Linked DNA regions of Mus musculus: region 1 is linked to region 2. Evidence: chromatin contacts called from public Micro-C data. All regions are on one chromosome and are shown on one strand. The core of a region is the stretch at or near the end of the contact, and the rest is flanking DNA. Distances in the headings are between cores, read along the strand shown. Region 1 holds the start of Map3k9 (mitogen-activated protein kinase kinase kinase 9). Region 2 holds the start of Synj2bp (synaptojanin 2 binding protein).

Region 1 (4,124 bases), core at 173-2,672, 250 kb after region 2:
TAGGGTGGAAAAAAAAAATGTGTTGTGTGAACAGTATGGCTGTATGGGACAAGGACTTAGCCACTGTACCTGCTGATCCTGAACTCCCACGAGGGACAGACATACTTTCTCCCTCTAATTATTTCTCCACTCATAACTTTGCCCCCTCCCCTTGTACACACCTTTCCTAACATAATATTCGGCAAGATTCCTCAGGGTACAACTTTGAAATACAGTACGAGAACCCAAGAAACCAACACGAGATTTCAAAGGCACCTGACTCCTGAGTTCACACACGCTTCCGGGACTTGTGAACCTGCCCAGGCAGGCGGGAGGCACCTCCACTCCTCTCTAGACAAATACCTTTAAGAGGCGGAGACAAGAAACAGAAAAGGTCCGCCGGGTCCTTGATTAGGGAACTAAGGTTACTGGTGACAGTAACCACCTGCTCTCCAAAACCCTTCCAGATCTGGAGGGGCACAAGGGGCGGGGGGGGCGGGGGGGGGTAAGGGGTTGGGACGTAAGGAGACTCCTGCTAGGGTTTCAAGAGTTGCTACTTGAGCGAGTCAGATGACGGTGAAGAAGCCCGGTGTTCCAGGCAGGGCCTGCGACTCTGGAGCTTCTGGGTAGCACCAGCTAAAGCCCCTGCAGCCAAAGTGCCCACCCATGCCCGGGCCAGTCGCTCCCCACTCGGGACTGCTCTTCGCCCATCCTTAGGCCTCAGCCCCCCGTCCCCACCGGGCACCGGTGCCCGCCTTCTTACGCTGAATGGGCGGGTAGCAGCTGGGGTCCTCGGCGCCCGGCTGGCAGCGGCTGGAGAAGGCGCTACGCGGGGTCACGTAGTTGCTGGGGAAGATGCCCACCCGCTGGTTCAGCTGTCCGGTCCACCAGCCCTCATCGCCGGACACCTGCGAGTCCTTGGACAGCACCTCTACCACATCGCCCAGCCGCAGGGTCAGCTCGTCCTCGCCCGCCGCCTCGTACTCGAACACAGCCGTCCAGTAGGGCAGCGCGGCGTGAGATCCCAGCTCGGCCGCCGCCTCCTCCTCGTCCTCCTCCTCTTCGGCCCCAGCGCCCGTGGCATCGTCCCCCGGCGGGGCGGCAGTGGCACTCGCCAGGCAGCCGAGAAGCGATCTGGAGGACTCCATGGAGCGGCTGGTCCATAGGGTGCGGGGCGGCCGCCCGCGGGAGCCGCCGCCGCCTATTGTTCATGCGGCTCGGCAGCGCTGGGGGCTCCGCGCCCCCGACGGCCGCCGCAGGTAGGGCCCGAGCAGGCTGGGCGCGCGAGAGTCGAGGACGCCCGGTGCGCACCGCGAGCGCGCACCGCGGACAGGGGCGCGGCGCAGTCCCGGCCGCCTGGCGCCCCCGCGGGCGGCCTCGCCCCTCGGCGGCTCCCACCTGCTCGTGCCGCCCGTGCCCGCCGCCCGCTGGCCGCTCCCTCCCCTCCCCGCCCCGTGCGCCCCGCCTCCCGCACGCCCGGGACCACCTGACGCGAGCCTGGCTCCGCCCCAGCCCTGCGGACCCGGGGGCGGGGCCTCCAGGATGGGCCCGCCTCCACAGCCAACCCATCCTCCCATTGGCCCGCCGCGGCTGTCCGTCTCCTGAGGGTGGCTGAGACCTCATTGGGTGGCTCCCGAAGGTGAGACCCAGCGTGCGTTCGGACAGTCCGAGCGGGCTGCGGAGCCCTCTGTCTTTTGTCCGCGCCGTTTGGTCCTACGGGCTGCGCCAATTCCCGGTTCAGATGGATCTGCTGTTCCCCTATTTGGCCACGGGGACCAGCTTACGTCCACTGTCGCCGCTACGCACACACTCACACCCCGGAACCTTATGGCTAGCGATGGAAGAACTCTTTCGATTGCTCTGCTGGCCTTAATGAAGACTGTGTTCATCTTTGTAAGAAGAAGTTCCTGGCCATTGTTATTAGAATTCCGAAAGGGGAGGTCTCCTAGTGGGGCTTCCGCAGGCTCGGGAAGTCATGCGGAACCAGCTAGTTTGCGCTTGCCTTGTGAAACTGGCTATATCTAGGACCCTGGTGACTGGATACCCAGTTTCCAAAGACTAAAGGAGTAAAGGCGGGTGCTGCCTGCCATTCTTGGGCAAGGGCTGACCTATGCTATGTCTTTTTGTTACCTGCCGCCACCACCCCCAAGGACCTTAACCTCTTTTACATGTTTTTAAGCCTGTCATAGCAATGGCTTCCATATTTCAGCCATGGTAACTACCAAACTGTATTTCCAAGACAGGCATTGATGTGATTTGTGTAACAAGAGTCAGTACTTCATTGTTTATTTGCTCATTTGTGGTTTTGAAGCAAGATCTTACTGGGTAGGCCATACTGGCCTCTCATTATCTCGCTGCCTCAACTGCCCAAGTCTTGGGATTACAGGCGTGTGCCAATGTGCCCCACCAGACCATTTTTGTTTCATTTTAATTTGAAGTTTAATATTAGGCAAACTGGAGCAATTTGAAAAAATAGCGAGGCAGCTACATGACCTTGGGCAGGTGCCATCTGTTTATCCTTGAAGTGAAGACCGTGGAGGGAAAAGCCTCCTGTGTTTTAGTTTTGGACATCCAGTGATTTGCAAGGGGCTGTGACTACATTGTAAAGGGAGACACTGTGCACATTTAAGGTCTTGGGAAAGGGATGAGATGGTACTGTTCAAGGAGCATCCAGACAGTCCTGGGGACGGAGATCCGGAAGTAAATCCCCTAACGCAGTCAAGTTTATAGGAGGGTCTAACATGTTCAATTCCTGGGAGGGTCAGTAAACTGGGAAATACATGCGTGAGTCTGGATAGATTCTCTTGATAGAAGCCACTCTGCCTACAAGAGGATGGGAAAGGGAAAATAGTGTTTAAACAAATATTTTATTTAATAAAATTTTCATGTGTGTGAGAAAGGAGTCTTACAAAGTAGATAACACACACACACACACCCTGGAGGGGCTGTAGAGATAGATGGCTTGGTGGTTGAGAGCATTGACTTCTCCAGAGGACCCAGATTCCGTTCCCATCCCCCACTATGGCACCTCCTGTAACTTCAGGGGAAATGACATACTTGACTGGTCTCTATGGGCACTAGGAATGCACATGGCGCGCACACAGGCAAAGCACTCAAGCACAGAGAATGGTTTTACAAAGATGAAAACTGGAAAGGAGGATGTTAACTGGGTCTTCAAGTCGTACAATTATTGATGGATTGCAGCTTTTTGAATTGTCATTTTTCTCCCCTACTCACGCGTGGCCATTTCCACACACCTCTTCTCCCTGGAGGAGCAGATGAGAATAGTCCTGGCTCCCTAAGAGTAAAAGAAAAAAAAAAAAGAATGCCCTGCTCAATTTAAATATTTAATGCTCCAGCAAGTGCTTAGAGCCTCATGAAGAGTCACTCACCAAACATTCCAAAAAGTCACTCTCTAAATATTTGTTGAATGGATAAGTGCTAAGAACTCAAACTAGGGAAGATCCTTCAGACCACAGTTGCCTAGCAGGGCTTCATGGTAGAGAAGCAGAAACAGAACCGGTCCCAGAGAGGTACGGGGGGTGGGGGGGGGAAGAGGATAAGAAAGAATGCTGGAAACCTACTGAGGTTGGGTTGCAGAAGGCTTGGTAGCTATTTGATTCACATTAATAATTATTTAATTGATCATTTGAAATGATTTAATAACAAAGGTGTTTGCCATAAGGGCAGCAACCGGTCTGACTTGTTCCTTATAGCTTTCCTGGCGTCTCAGAACGCCTGGCACATAGCTAGTCACCTCTCTGGACAGTCACACCTGGTGGCTGGCTTGGCTATAAGCCTAGGAAGTCTGGGTTTTGTTTAGCAGACCAAGGTTATCACAGGGCCAGGGAAATGGTTCACTGGGTAGGAGTGCCTGCTCCACAAACATGAGTACCTGAGTTCAAATCCCTAGCACCTGTGTAAGAAGCTAGCCGTGGCTGTGGGTGCCTGTAACCCCAGCACTGTAGAGCAGACAGGCTGAGACCTCCCTGTCTGGCCATCCTTGCTGAATCATTAGGAGGCTATGAGCAGGGCTTTGGGGTAAAATAACTGAGAGTTTGCCACCCTTGCGTTCCTCAGCTGGGAGTTGAGGAATGTTAGCCAGAAAAGCAACATTTTCTCTACCACACTGGAAAGAAGAGCAT
Region 2 (4,256 bases), core at 719-3,218:
TTCTGGAGTGTCTGAAGACAGCTTCAGTGTACTTACATATAATAAATAAATCTTTTTTTTTTTTTTTTTTTTTGGTTTTTCAAGACAGGGTTTCTCTGTGTAGCCCTGGCTGTCCTGGAACTCACTCTGTAGACCAGGCTGGCCTCGAACTCAGAAATCCGCCTACCTCTGCCTCCCGAGTGCTGGGATTAAAGGCGTGCGCCACCACGCCCGGCCATAAATAAATCTTTAAAAAAAGAAATGGCCAACAGGAGTGCCTACAAGCAATCTGATGGGGGCGTTTTTTCTCAACTAAGGGTCTTCCCAGATTAACTCTAGCTTCTGTCAAGTTACCTCAGCACCCCCAAAGAACTACCCAGAGCAAAGCTTCTGTATAAACCACAAAGATTAGCAGAGAGTTATTCCCATAAATATGATCAACTTCCAATTTTCTCATAACAGGAAGACAAAATATATGATTAGTTCTGAAAGCTGTGCTTTACACAGAATAGTCAGCAGTGATTAAGCTATTGCAAACTTATAGATAAGGAAAGTTAACAGACTATGCTAAGTAGTGGCCATCAGAATAGAAATTCACAGTAACCAATGATTTATTCAACTCTTGGAATACAGTATCTAACAGAACTTACTGGAGTCAGTTTAGCCATTCACTCACTAATGACAACAGTAACAAATACACACTGCTTACCATATATCAAGACATTGTCCTAAATATTTTCCAGAGAGCAAGTGGCTTCATCCTAACACTATATGTGAAACGCTTCATTTCATAACTGTCTCCATGTTACAGAAAAGAAACTACAAGAATCCATCAGTTAAGTTATTCTGCCAATACATTAAAACAAGCCAAAAAAAAAAAAGCAACAACAACAAAAAACTGGTAAGATGTTAGATTTAAAACAAAAAACAAAAACAAAAAATCTTGGCTCTAAGTGGTGAACCCTAAACCTAAAATGTTAAGGCCATAAAGAAAACTGCAAAGCCTAAGGAAGGCAGTGACACGATGTAGTAATCCAGCTATGAGCATCCATGAGGAAGACCACACAGCAACGCTAAATGGGAATTTTCCTGTCAGAATCACATGAAGTGTTTGTTTCAAGAATTGTTTGATCCACACTGAATCCAAATTTCTAAAGGTGAGACTAGAAAACAACATTTTCATTTCAATATTTTGCTAAAAAGTAAAAACGAAAACGCCCAAGTAATGGTGGTCAAGTGTGGCCAGGTCTGAAAACTTCTGTAAAAGGTCTCCGCCCGCTTTAGCATTCCAGTTGATATGGTAAATTGATTCCGCAAAAATGCAGGCAGGGACCCTAGCACCGGAGAAACTGTGAGACACTCAGAAACACACACACACACACACACACACACACACACACACACACACACACACACACCGCCGTTCGCTGCTCCTGTTTTTACCTGAACGGGCCCTCGGCGAAGAAACAAGGATGGAGCAAGCAACTGAATAACGGATACGGCGGCTCCCACACGCTGGCTAAACAGCGGGCTTTTTCCTGGTCTTGGCTATTGCCACCAACAGCAAGAAACCCGTCCTGGCCATAAACGCCTGTGGTAATCCGACTGGATTATGGGGCAGAGTCCTTGGGTCCGTTATCTAGCTAACAAAAGATGCCAATGGACTCTTTGCTCCGTGCCCGATAGCGTTCTGGGAAGCCGCTCGGTCGGGGCCTGCCTGCTCTCCAGCCAGGTAAACCCGGCTCCGCCAAAGCAAGGGACGCAGCAATTACTCCCTCCATGTCCCGCGCCTACCCGAAGGTCCTCTCGTCAGGTTGATCTCTTCCTCCGTGACTAAATAATCCACCCGTCCGTTCATATCTGACTGCTCTCCGGCCGGAAACCCCGGGTCAGCGGGTGGCCAGAGCAGGTGAAGGTGAATCAAGCTCCGCGCTGCCTCCCCAGCATAGCTTTTACAGTTTCCTCAGCGGTCAGACCGGAAAAGGAAACCGCGGGCACTGGGAACGTGGAGGATGCTGGGAGTGGTGGTTCTCTGAGCCCACCAGCGTTTTCCGGTACCTCGCACTGTTCTCAAGGCCGATCCTGAGGAGCCATGAGCAAAGAGAGGTATAATGCTCGCTTACACTGGAAGAGCATGGGGAAGGAGAGAGGGTAATAATGGTATGAGATAGAATTACATTGATACGTTTGACATTTTAAATAAAAATCTCAAAATATCTACAAATGTGTGTGTGTGTGTGTGTGTGTGTGTGTGTGTGTGTGTGTGTGTGTGAGAGAGATCTTTTATGAGCCTCAAACCACTCTATGAAAGGCATCATAGGCAAAGTACTAATGAGATTGCATACTTGGGTGGGAAATTGTAACCTTTTGTGCAATACAGATGAAATCCAATGTGATGCCCCATGTAAGAAAACTTGGTAACACTGCTTCAAGTTCCTTCGTTAGCAGTCCCCGTGTTAGTTAATAAAATGTATCCAAATAAAAAAATGAAACCTCCCCCCATCTCTCCTTCTCCCCCTCCCCTCCTCCTCCTCCCCACTCCCTTTCCCTCCCCCTCCCCTTCCCCCTCCCCCTCCCCCCCCTCTCTCTCTCTCTCTCTCTCTCATCAAGCAAGTGTTCACTGCTTAAAGCAAGGCACCTGGGCTGACACACATGACAGGAAGTGAGGATTTCCCTGATATTTACATCTGAGAGCATTGTTTTCCAGGGCCTTATGCACAAGATTTCTTAACTTAGACCTGACAAGACTCTTACTTAACTTTTAAATAGATGTATATATCCCTGGCTTGCATTTAATAATAGGCCTATCTAACTTAAGAAATGTGTACACATATACAGAGGAAAGATAATCATAGGCTTGTTCAAGAAAAATCCTCCAAGCAAAAGGAGGTGAAATGTCCTTTTCACAAAATGATTGCAAGACTTAAGATGTGACTTTCCAGCCCATCTTGACTTTTAAGATCGGACATTCCAAACAGAGGTGAAGAAACTTTCAGGTATCAAAACTACAAAGGCCTTAAGGACCAGGAAGGTGACCATAAATATGTATGGTGACTCAAGGGACTCCTGTGGTGTTAAGAGAATCAAAGACTGCATAATCAGACTATGGTATTCAAAGTTATGGCTAAAAGCCAAGCCAGCAACTCAGGTTTATTAAAACAAGTCAGAGGTGGATTCTATAGGAATGAGACAGGACAAGAAGGCAGGGAACCTGAGGCATGAGGGGAGAAGGATCCTGTCATCTCCAGGTCTGATTAAAATCTCTTGCCGGGCTGCTGAGATAGCTCAGCAGGTAAGAGCACTGACGGCTCTTCCAAAGGTCATGAGTTCAAATCCCAGCAACCATATGGTGGCTCACAACCATCTGTAACAAGATCTGATACCCTTTTCTGGAGTGTCTGAAGTCAGCTACAGTGTACTTACATATTAAGAAAGAAAAGGTAGGAAGGAAGGAAGGAAGGAAGGAAGGAAGGAAGGAAGGAAGGAAGGAAGGAAGGAAAAAATTACCCATTTAAAAAAAAAAAAAAACTCTTGCCAACTGAGCAAGCATTCTAGCACATTGAGCAGCATTTGCTGTAAAGGCTGCTGACATAGACTTAATATTTCTTCCCTGCATAGATAATGTATATAAAATTGTCAATGTCCTAAGCCTAAAACCTCAATGTGTATGGCTCTAGGTGGACAGGAACTTCATTCCTTTCTCTAGAAATTGCCTGAGAATCTTAAACCACGTGTAACATGTCCTACCTTCCTTTATTTGTAGAACTACACCTCAACTCTGTCAACTGTACCTGTCAGGTGCCCCTCCACAACCATCTACTAGTAAGACAGTGACTTCAAACTCCACGTAAACCTCATAGATAACTACTTTAAAAGCAATGAACACATAGCCATGCTTTTTATTGTCCCTTACTATCTTTTGAGTGCTTTGTTTTCTAATCCTCATCTGTGATGTTTTATGCTTGGCCTAGGGAGTGGCACTATTATGAGGTGTGGCTTTGTTATAAGAAGTGTGTCACTGTGGGGGTGGACTTTGAGAGACTGGGATTGCACTGAATCTGTACATTGCCTTTGATAGAATTATCATTTTCACAATATTCTACCAATTCATGAGTATGGATAGTTTTTCTGTTTTCTAGTAGCTCCCTGAATTCCTTCCTTCAGAGATTTAAAGTTTTCCTTCTACTTCCTTGGTTAGATTTAGTTGTAGGGTTGTTGTTGTTGTTGCTGCTGCTGCTGCTGCTGCTGCTGTTGTTGTTGTTTTACTTTTATTCACT

What was found. A called contact is a pair of places that touch in the nucleus more often than the background predicts.
Region 1: a Micro-C map of embryonic stem cells shows a contact between it and region 2, with 4 times the contacts expected there. The contact joins the promoter of Map3k9 here to the promoter of Synj2bp in region 2. A contact is called at or near these places in 16 of 39 promoter capture datasets (the 3T3-L1 cell line, 3T3-L1-derived adipocytes, cranial neural crest and 9 more), 1 of 15 datasets of contacts at CTCF or cohesin (embryonic stem cells), 17 of 484 Hi-C or Micro-C datasets (Sertoli cells, adipose-derived mesenchymal stem cells, cerebral cortex and 3 more), 10 of 115 datasets of contacts at active chromatin or transcription factors (the NIH/3T3 cell line, bone marrow-derived macrophages, embryonic stem cells and 1 more) and 3 of 9 other capture datasets (adipose tissue, embryonic stem cells and pancreatic islet).

Annotation. Positions count from the first base shown.
Region 1 is chr12:81,779,748-81,783,871 of GRCm38.p6, forward strand. It overlaps Map3k9 (mitogen-activated protein kinase kinase kinase 9), which reads right to left and starts at 1,423. Exons shown (of 11, transcript NM_001174107.1): 1 at 743-1,423. The coding sequence starts at 1,127. Gm46366 (a long non-coding RNA gene) reads right to left here. Exons shown (of 3, transcript XR_001780649.2): 2 at 3,217-3,277; 3 at 2,273-2,802.
Region 2 is chr12:81,530,943-81,535,198 of GRCm38.p6, forward strand. Synj2bp (synaptojanin 2 binding protein) reads right to left here and starts at 1,969. Exons shown (of 4, transcript NM_025292.7): 1 at 1,774-1,969. The coding sequence starts at 1,837. Gm20498 (predicted gene 20498) reads right to left here and starts at 1,969. Exons shown (of 6, transcript NM_001309848.1): 1 at 1,774-1,969. The coding sequence starts at 1,837.